Linked DNA regions of Mus musculus: region 1 is linked to region 2. A link is a contact called in public Hi-C data. All regions are on one chromosome and are shown on one strand. The core of a region is the stretch at or near the end of the contact, and the rest is flanking DNA. Distances in the headings are between cores, read along the strand shown. Region 1 overlaps Ica1 (islet cell autoantigen 1). Region 2 has its middle 14 kb from the start of Gm35446.

Region 1 (4,170 bases), core at 786-3,285, 780 kb after region 2:
GGGTCATTTTGGTATGCAGTCATACAGACTGTAACTGGGTAGTCGTAAGATAGAATAGCAAATGTGATTAATAATAGTAACCCTCAATGTGATCTGGATTTTAACACTGTTTTTCATAGTTTTGGTACATAGGCACACTTAAACGTTTTCTCACTGAAATCAGTGAAACTTACAATCTAAACATTAGAACATTTATTCTCTGATTTGCCAGCAATCAATTATCCATATAATATTGAAAGAGGCTATGTACACAAAAGAATTATCTACCAAGGGGGTTATAATGCACTTGTTTTAGAGCTTTTCTCTTTTTGGTTTGTTTGTTTGTTTTAAGCATTAAAGGTACAATTCAAGATTTTAAGAAAATACTTTAAAAAAACTTAAACTGTGGTAGAGAACAGCTGGCAACGGCAATATTCAATTATGACTGCTGCCACTGCATACAAGACAGGGTCCAAATATAGCAAGAACCAGAGTGTCCAAGAATGGGGCCACTGAAACGCATGTACACACTGCCAGCCCCCCCCCTTTAATGCCACCTTTCTTGGGTTTCCATAGGAACGCTCATGTGAGTTGCCAATCAATGGCTTGATCTTGGATCACAGGGAGGTAAAGCAGTAGGGTAAACAGTAGGGGAGACAGGCAGACAACTGGAGTAAGTGAGTTGCTGAAGCCAACATAATCTTGTTTTTGTCGTTTTGTTTGTTTGTTTGTTTTTTGAGACAGGGTTTCTCTGTGTAGCCCTGGCTGTCCTGGAACTCACTCTGTAGACCAGGCTGGCTTCGAACTCAGAAATCCAACTGCCTCTGCCTCCCAAGTGCTGGGATTAAAGGCGTGCGTCACCACTGCCCGGCACCTACATAATCTTGGAAACTACCTGCAGAGCTTTCTTTAGGTATAATTCTGTGTGATATTAATGGAGACATTTTCTTGGGCTTGTTCATAGGGAAGGAGAGATTGAGTCTCTTCTCTCTAGCAGCAGCGGTGTGGCACAAACGCTCAGAACTGGTGTTTGTTTGTTTGTTTGGTTGGTTGGTTGGTTTTAAAGGCCAGATACATTAGTTGAGGTTGTGTTTTGAAATTCATCAGCTCTGTCACAATTTCCTCTGTACTGGAGACTGTCAAACTTTGCTGTATATCAGAATCAACTGTAGATCCATTTGAAATGTAGAGGTAGAGTTTGTGGGTGTGGGGGCAGGGTCTAGATTCTGCTCTTAACAGGCTCCAAAGTGATGCTCCTGGCCTCGGGCCTGAGGGGTGTGGTCCTGCATCACTACCTCTAGGCCATTCATTAGCCCTCAGAGAGCAGAGTGGGAACCCTTCAAGCTGGTCTCATTAGATTCTTGCTTTAATCAAATGCTTGAAAGGGGATCAGCCTGATTGTTATGAAGAACTTGAAGGTCAAATGTAATCACTCACAAAGATTGGCATACATATTGCCTCCCACAGAGCAGAAGACAAACAAGATTAAATACCAGGGAAGAAAACAAATCCTTGCTGCTCTCTATATCCGAGGGAAGTGGGGGCCAGCTAAGTAGAGAGAGGAGTCCCTCAGGTTTAGGCTAAAGGGTTCTAGACTGCGCAACTTCCCCATGGGGAAGAAGCGGGTCCCAGATTCTCTGGGGGTCTCCCAAAACAGAGCTTCCAAGAAGGCCGCACACACACACCTTTGCTGGGAGGAAAAGCAGAGGGCCTTGCCCGTGGCTTGCATCATTTTTCCTGCTCGGGTTTTGTCTTGGAAGCCTTGAGATCGAAGAAACTTTCCCAGTTCATTTTCCTCTTGAGACAAGACTGGTGGAGAAAACAGGGAAAGAGGAGGTGAACAGGTGAGGATTTCTATGACCAAGAAAGTGAGGGAGACAACTTACAAGGCCCTCTTTCTTCTGGGGCAAAGATGAGAGGAAATTAAATCCAAGTGGCAGGCTGCAAGGTAAGTCCCTCCCCCTCCCCCACCCAACCACTTAAAGTCCATTCACAATAGGAGAGATCAAATTCACTCGAACACATCTGTCAGTGAGTTGGTGCCCTGTAATCAGAACCAGAAAATGACCTCTGTGCTGAAAAGCGAGCCCACAATGTGCTGCCTCCAGCTGAAATGAAGGAGTTGGGTTTGTCAAGGCAGACAGACGGTGGGGACCTTTTGTGGCTGCCTAGAAAGCAGTGCTAGCTGCCTGCTATTACTCTCTCTTGCTGACTTCTGATCTCTGCTGCCTGAGTTACAGTCTGTCCTTTGTAAATCAACTCAAATCCCTCATCCACTAGGAAGCAAGTTGGTGTTGGACGTGGGGACGGAAGATGTGTTAGGCCCCCAGGTAAACCAGTTAGTAAATTTTCAAAATACAGAGCTGGAACCAAATCTGGATTGGTTCTACTTAAACTATTTTTAGAGCCAAGGGCAGATGGGGCAATTTAGTAAGACAGTGATTTGGCACATGCCTGCCGCCGTCTACAGACTGATTTGGTAGAAAAATGTAAAAAAGTCACGGAACTGTATAATCCTTTTGATATCACTCTTGTACCGTGAGGAGTACTACTGAGTGCACTCTCAGGAGGTAACAAAGGAGTCACAAAAATGATCAGAGCCATTATTTATAATAGCAACAATTTTTCTTTTCTAGAAACTGATTCAATATAACCCGAACATCCATGAAACCGCCAGAAAGGACCCCAAACATCCACCATCGTCAGAGCCACAAACACAGAAGTGTGCGGGCTTGCAACACAAGCACTCTACCATTGAGCTACATCACTGGTACCGTGTACGGTGTATGCGCACTAGTCACTGAGGCCAGAGAAGAAGTTCTTCCAGTTTGTGCCTTACTTCCTTGAGACAAATCTCTTAGTAAATATGGAGCAAGGCTAGAGGTTAGAAAGGCCCAGAAATCCTCTCAATCCTCCCTCCTCACCTCTCCCAATCTAGCCAGCTGTAGGGTAACAGGTAACATGGACCATACCCAGCTTTCTGAGTCCTGGAATCTGAACTGAAGTCCTCTTATTAATTTATTTTCATGCTTTGCTTGCAAAGCAATTGTTTTTTACTCACAGAACCGTATTTTTAGTCCTATCCTCAACTTCCCAATCCTTTGGCCTCTACCTCCTACATGCTGAGGATACAGGTGTGTATTCGTATATCATCTGTGTCTATAACCACATCTGAAGTGTCACTAGAATTCTTGTCCATTTTACACCATGCAACAGATCTGGTACAAGGGGGTTTATCTGGGGGAAGTGATGTAGCCCCTGATCATAACTCATGTCCTGCAGCCAGTTCTTCACACACTGTATATGCAGCATACTCAATAAAACTGTTTTCCACTGTGATCTGAAGGTTGAATTATTTCACTAACCCATCAGGCTCCCTACTCTTCAAATTGTACCCCATTATTAGTATCAATCTCTCCAACAACTACACAAAGTTGGATAGGAACCACAAGTCTAAAGAACTCACTGCTGCTTGCCTACATGTGACTACAGTTCTTGCGCTGCAGCAGAAAGTCCTGTGGCAGGAGGAAGGGTTTTTGGAACCCATTTAAAAAAATGAGATAACCAATGTCTCTTTTCATACTTCTCTCTCAAGATCCAAATTCTCAAAGCCTGTTGTGATGAGGCATGCTTATAATCCCAGAGCTCAGGAGGTAGAGGCTTGAGAGACTGAGGTCAGTCAAGGCTACAGAGAAGAGATCTGGTCTCAAAAATAATCAAAACCAAAGCCAAACAAACTACCACCATGATTAACAACAAACAAAAACAACCAAATAAATAAAGTTCACAGAACCACAGATCCAAGCCCAGCTAAAGGCTTCCTCTGGCTGAGACATGGTCAGTCCCAATTTTTTTTTCTGGACAGCAGTGCCCTTTGGGCTCATGAATTAGCCCTTGGCACAGTTGGGTGGCTGTCAGGGTGTGTGAGCATGGGCCTGTGTCTGTCTGTACCATGAGACTCTTCCTTCTTTGGCTTTTCTTTTTGTCCAGAAGAGCAGAAAACCATATTTTCGTGGCACTAACTGAATGTGAAACTGCACTAGCTTTAACTTCTGCATTTTTTTGTTACTGCACACCGTATTTCATTTTAAATGCTTGTTTCATATCCATGCCATATCTATAAGATTTCCTTTTCAATGCTATATGTATTTCTCTTCATTGACTAATACGAGGTGCTTCCAATTCAACCAA
Region 2 (4,469 bases), core at 261-2,760:
AATACTGGCTTCCAGGCAGCTAGGATGAGGGTCTTATAGCCCGTACCCACACTGACACACCTACTCCAACAGGGCCACACCTTCTTTCTAACCATACCACTCCCTAGGTCAAGCATATACAAACCATCACAGGAATTCTGCTAAGTCTTCCTGTTTATCACCCAAAACCTTTCCTATCCATTCTTCTCGGAATTCATTACAGTTTGAGAAGGCCTAAACCAAAAATCAAAACTCTGAAATTCAGCTAGGTCTAAGACATTTTGAATACTAGTATGCTATCATAGTGGAAAATTTCATCCCATAAAACCTTGTTTCATGTACAAAATTCTTTTAAATGTTTTAAATTACTTTTAGATTAATGTATAAGGCATATACTAAACATTAATTAATGCCATGCTTAGACTTATTATCTACAGGTAATTTTTTTACATTTGTAAATTCTACAACCAGAAAAATAATCTAAAATCCAAAACACTTCTAATCCCAAACATTTTAGGAAGGCATAATCCCTTTTAGAAAAGGGATACCTGGCCTGGATAAAACATATCCAAAGTTGCCTAGGTTTAGGAGAAGGGCTGTTTATTTCCTGATGAAAGTTCCCATGTCAAGTAGAACTTAAGACAAAATTTTGTGCTTTTTTCTTGTTGCTTTGTCCTTACAGGAGCTGTGGCTGTGAAGCTAGGGAAAATGGAGAAAAGCAGTCTACCTGATGCAGAATCTTGGAAGCCGTTTCATTTGTGCTTGAAATCCGCAGATAAACTGTTATAAACTGTTGTCTCCCTGTGCTTGTCCATCACTAAAGGTATCAGAGACAATCAAAACAAAAAGCTGGATGAGCCAGGGGAAGGAGGATGAGCAAGAAGAATTTCTGATTGACTTCCATGAAACACAGGACTCTAGACCTCTGACTTTCCCAACCTAACCTATCACCCACCCCCTAAGACAATCTATTCATTCACCCATTTAACTCAGACAAACTCATTGGGACACTTTAGTACACACAGGATACTGTGCTGGCTTCTGGGGATATAGAGAGCAAGACCTACAAGGCACTGGACCTTAGAAGAGGCAACCAAAACTAAACAAGCAATGTGGGACAGAGTCACTGTGGGGAAAAATGACCCTAGACAGCTCAGTCGGAGAAGGTCATGGCCCTTAATCAGAGACGTTAAGTTATGAAGAGCAGAGCAGCCATGCAAAACGCTGAAGAGGAGCCTCCAAGACTGAGGGAAGAGAAAGGGTAATTACTCTGCAGAAGGAAGGGGTCTCGTTTGTACAGTGGCAGAGATAATGAGAACAGGCATGGCGAATGAAGGGAACGGTTCAACATCTGTGTCCCACTATGCCCTGTCTTGTATGTTTAATGAGAGGTCATTGAATGTGGTTCACTACGATGGCTAAATATGTCTTCAATAAATAAAGACCACAGAGGCTGCCGCAGGAGAAAACATCCTCTGTCAAGAGTCACAGGAAGGGGGGTTGGGGGTGACTAAGGAAGACTGAGGGAGTTCTTCCACAGCTCTGTTGTGCAGCCCTCAGCAGACAGCAGCAGAATTACAGCGTTGGGAAGCAGGGTGTAATTCCTGTCTGGAACCCTTTGGCACGTTGCCAAAGAACTTGAAACTGATTTATCCTCAGTAGACTTTGTGTCTTTTCTGCTAGGTATGTGTGGCCAGCAAGCAACACCTGCAGCCATCTGGACATGCACATCGCTCCTCCTCCTGCTGCTGGCCTCTGCTGTTCAGCTCATGCTAAGAGTCTCTAGGGATAAGTCAGACAAAGATTTTGGTTTTCTGCTGGGGAGTTTTCCTCCTACGTTTCTTTGAGATGCTCCAGTCAAGCTACTACTTATTTTGACGTAACAACCGACAATCTAGATTTGCCTCAACCCCTGGCCATGTGCCCACCTGACATTTCTCTTGCTCTTGGGCTGACCAGCAGTTCTACCATATGAGAGTCTGCCGTCGCTCATCACCATTTGTGGATGGTGCTCCTGATGCACTGACATCAACTTCTTTTGACTTGGCTTCTGTCACTGAGGCACCTATGCACATTCCCAGTTGTTTTTTCACTGGGCCCCATTTTCTAGTTAGGAAGGTCTGGGGACTTCCCTGGGTGTATTTTCTGCCTACTTTTAATATGTCACTAGTTGATCCAAGATTGCTTTTGTCCCTTCTCCCAAGAGTCAGAGAGAGTTCCCTTTCCAATTAGATTCACATATTCCCTAATATTGGAGAATTCTCAAAACAGACATAAAAATGAGGTCTAGGCTGTGGCCTTTATTTCACACACGTAAAAATAATGTGTGATTACCTAAGGCTTGCAAAAGCTTCTTCAGTTCTTCATAATTACTCTTCAAATACCACTAATTGCTTCAACCTTTCATCTTGAACATGAAGCATTACTCAATGAACCACAGAAATGGATGAAGAGATTATATCTCATTGGGGGCAGCCACACTACTTATGCATCTCAAATGACAAGGTTTATGCTCTACACTCTCTGACTCCTTGCACATCTTTGTCTTGCAAATGTTGAGATAGATAACAGACACCAGACTGAGAAATGACTTCTTCACTATAACCTAAAAACTTAGACCAGCAAGGTTCTCTTGCCAATCTAAAAGTCTAATAATATAATTTAAGGAACTAGATTCAGCAGAAGTAAAAATGACAATCCTGATTTGTAAGAGGCTCCCCAGTATTGAAGGAGAGGATGGAAATTATCCCATAAGTAAGTAGGCCTCTTTTGTAGAATGCAAGAGAAAGCATGCTTTCTAGGCCCCTGGCTTCCTGTTTACCTTTCTAGAAGAGTTGAAGAAGATTGGGTTTATAGCAGTATAATTGGAGGGGGTATAAGGGAAGTAGGGACAGAAAATCAAATGAGGAACTTGAACACATAAAATGAAAACAAACCCAGGAACATCAGAGAAGCAAGCATGTACTTTTCTAAGATGAAGTGGGCTGCCTGCGTTGGGAGCTTTGTTCTCTTGGCTTCTGCAACATTGAAGAGCTGCCTATGAGAGGCACCCTAGTGCATCAAGGTAGAGTGGAAAGATCAATGGGCAAGAAGAGCTGGAAAGGGTGCCATGAGAGGACCAAGGACAATAGGTTTCTGTGTGAACTTTCCTCCAATGAAATCAAAGACCCAAGAGTAAATCAGTGTCCTGAGTGTGGATTGGTCAGCCTAGTTAAGAATGGACTAACCTAAAAATGAGCCCTACTCTAGGCAGATAGCATTGATGCACTTTTGATACAGAGGGCTAAACCTCAATTTCTTTTCCCCCATGGCAAGCCCTTGTTTCTCCTAAGACAAGCTTTCTCAAGTAACACCTCACACAAAGGAACAGATATTGTATTCCAGCGGAAAGGACAAATGCTTTGTAATCCAGGACAGGAAGCATTAGGTAGGAAACTTGCCACCTAGAGGAGGAGGGTGTGGCTGGACATCAGGGAGGCTATAACTATTACATTATCTGAGAGAAGAGCCTGGCTGAAGGCAAATCCATTGTGATGGCTGGGTTGCAGCTCCCTATGCCTTAAGTGGGCCAGGAGATTGGGGTTAAGTGAGAATGTGCTGTCCCTGGTACTTGTGCCAGTAGCTAGAGAACACTCATTAATCATGTGAATAACTTATTAAGGCCCTCAGTTCCATTCTGTGAGAGCTCATTTTCTTTCCCTAACATTGGAGTGCTACCCAGTAACCCAGTGTGAAATGACTACTGAATTAGAAGGATAGACAATAAGGAAAATTACAAATGACTTTCAGCAGTAATGGAAAGGGCAACTGGTAGTTTACAAATAATAGGTGATAGCAATTGCAAAGCAATTCTGTAGAAATTCATGCATGGAGATGTATATACATTTTAATGAAATCTGCTCTCCTAAATTGCAGTTTCCTTTTAGAGAACAGAGGACTGGGAAGGGCCCATGTTAACAGTTGAGGCAAGTGAGGACATACATGCTGAGGCTTTGCTAATCTTAGGCTATACACAGACCCCTGACTAACAATGCAATTAGCAATGTAAGATCTTTATCTGCAGGTACAATTCACTCATATCCATCTCCTAGCAATTCACCCTGCACATGTTAGCAACCTAAGACCCTCAACTTACATTGACACCACCCTGAAGAGTGGAATAAGTCTCTCCTATTAAGGGTGTTCATCTGGGAACTATATACAACTGGATGATGTGGCCTAAACTGGTTTTGAATGGAAGCAAAGTAAAGCAAACTGTCTTTGAATGAAATTGTAAAGTGAACCCTGCATTTACCATCTTATGTAAATTGGGTGTGCATTATAATTGAAATCAGATGCATTATGGGAGGTGAAATGGTCAATAAAATGATAATATAACATAATCTATCAATCAAAACAGAGAAGCACTCTCACTATGCCCCTTAGCAACCAAACTCCTCCACTTGAACCCCACAAAAGGGATCCCCAGACTATATTTGGAGGAGCCCTTG

What was found. Hi-C and Micro-C count contacts between places; a contact is called where the count stands out from the background.
Region 1: a contact with region 2 is called in a Hi-C map of the N1E-115 cell line, with 4 times the contacts expected there. The contact joins two enhancer-like sites. A contact is called at or near these places in 2 of 15 datasets of contacts at CTCF or cohesin (large pre-B cells and pro-B cells), 3 of 484 Hi-C or Micro-C datasets (B cells, the N1E-115 cell line and myocytes) and 2 of 115 datasets of contacts at active chromatin or transcription factors (differentiating embryonic stem cells and embryonic limb bud).

The regions. Positions count from the first base shown.
Region 1 is chr6:8,740,591-8,744,760 of GRCm38.p6, forward strand. Ica1 (islet cell autoantigen 1) reads right to left here. Exons shown (of 14, transcript NM_010492.3): 5 at 1,665-1,788. Among named protein-coding and RNA genes, the nearest start is that of Ica1, 36 kb to the right of the region's middle. Within about 2 kb of position 2,036, at least 26 of the 459 cell types and tissues checked have an H3K27ac peak or open chromatin away from gene starts, as enhancers often do. A contact at or near this core is called in the N1E-115 cell line, where this site is marked.
Region 2 is chr6:7,964,736-7,969,204 of GRCm38.p6, forward strand. No RefSeq gene overlaps it. Among named protein-coding and RNA genes, the nearest start is that of Gm35446, 14 kb to the right of the region's middle. Within about 2 kb of position 1,511, at least 14 of the 459 cell types and tissues checked have an H3K27ac peak or open chromatin away from gene starts, as enhancers often do. A contact at or near this core is called in the N1E-115 cell line, where this site is marked.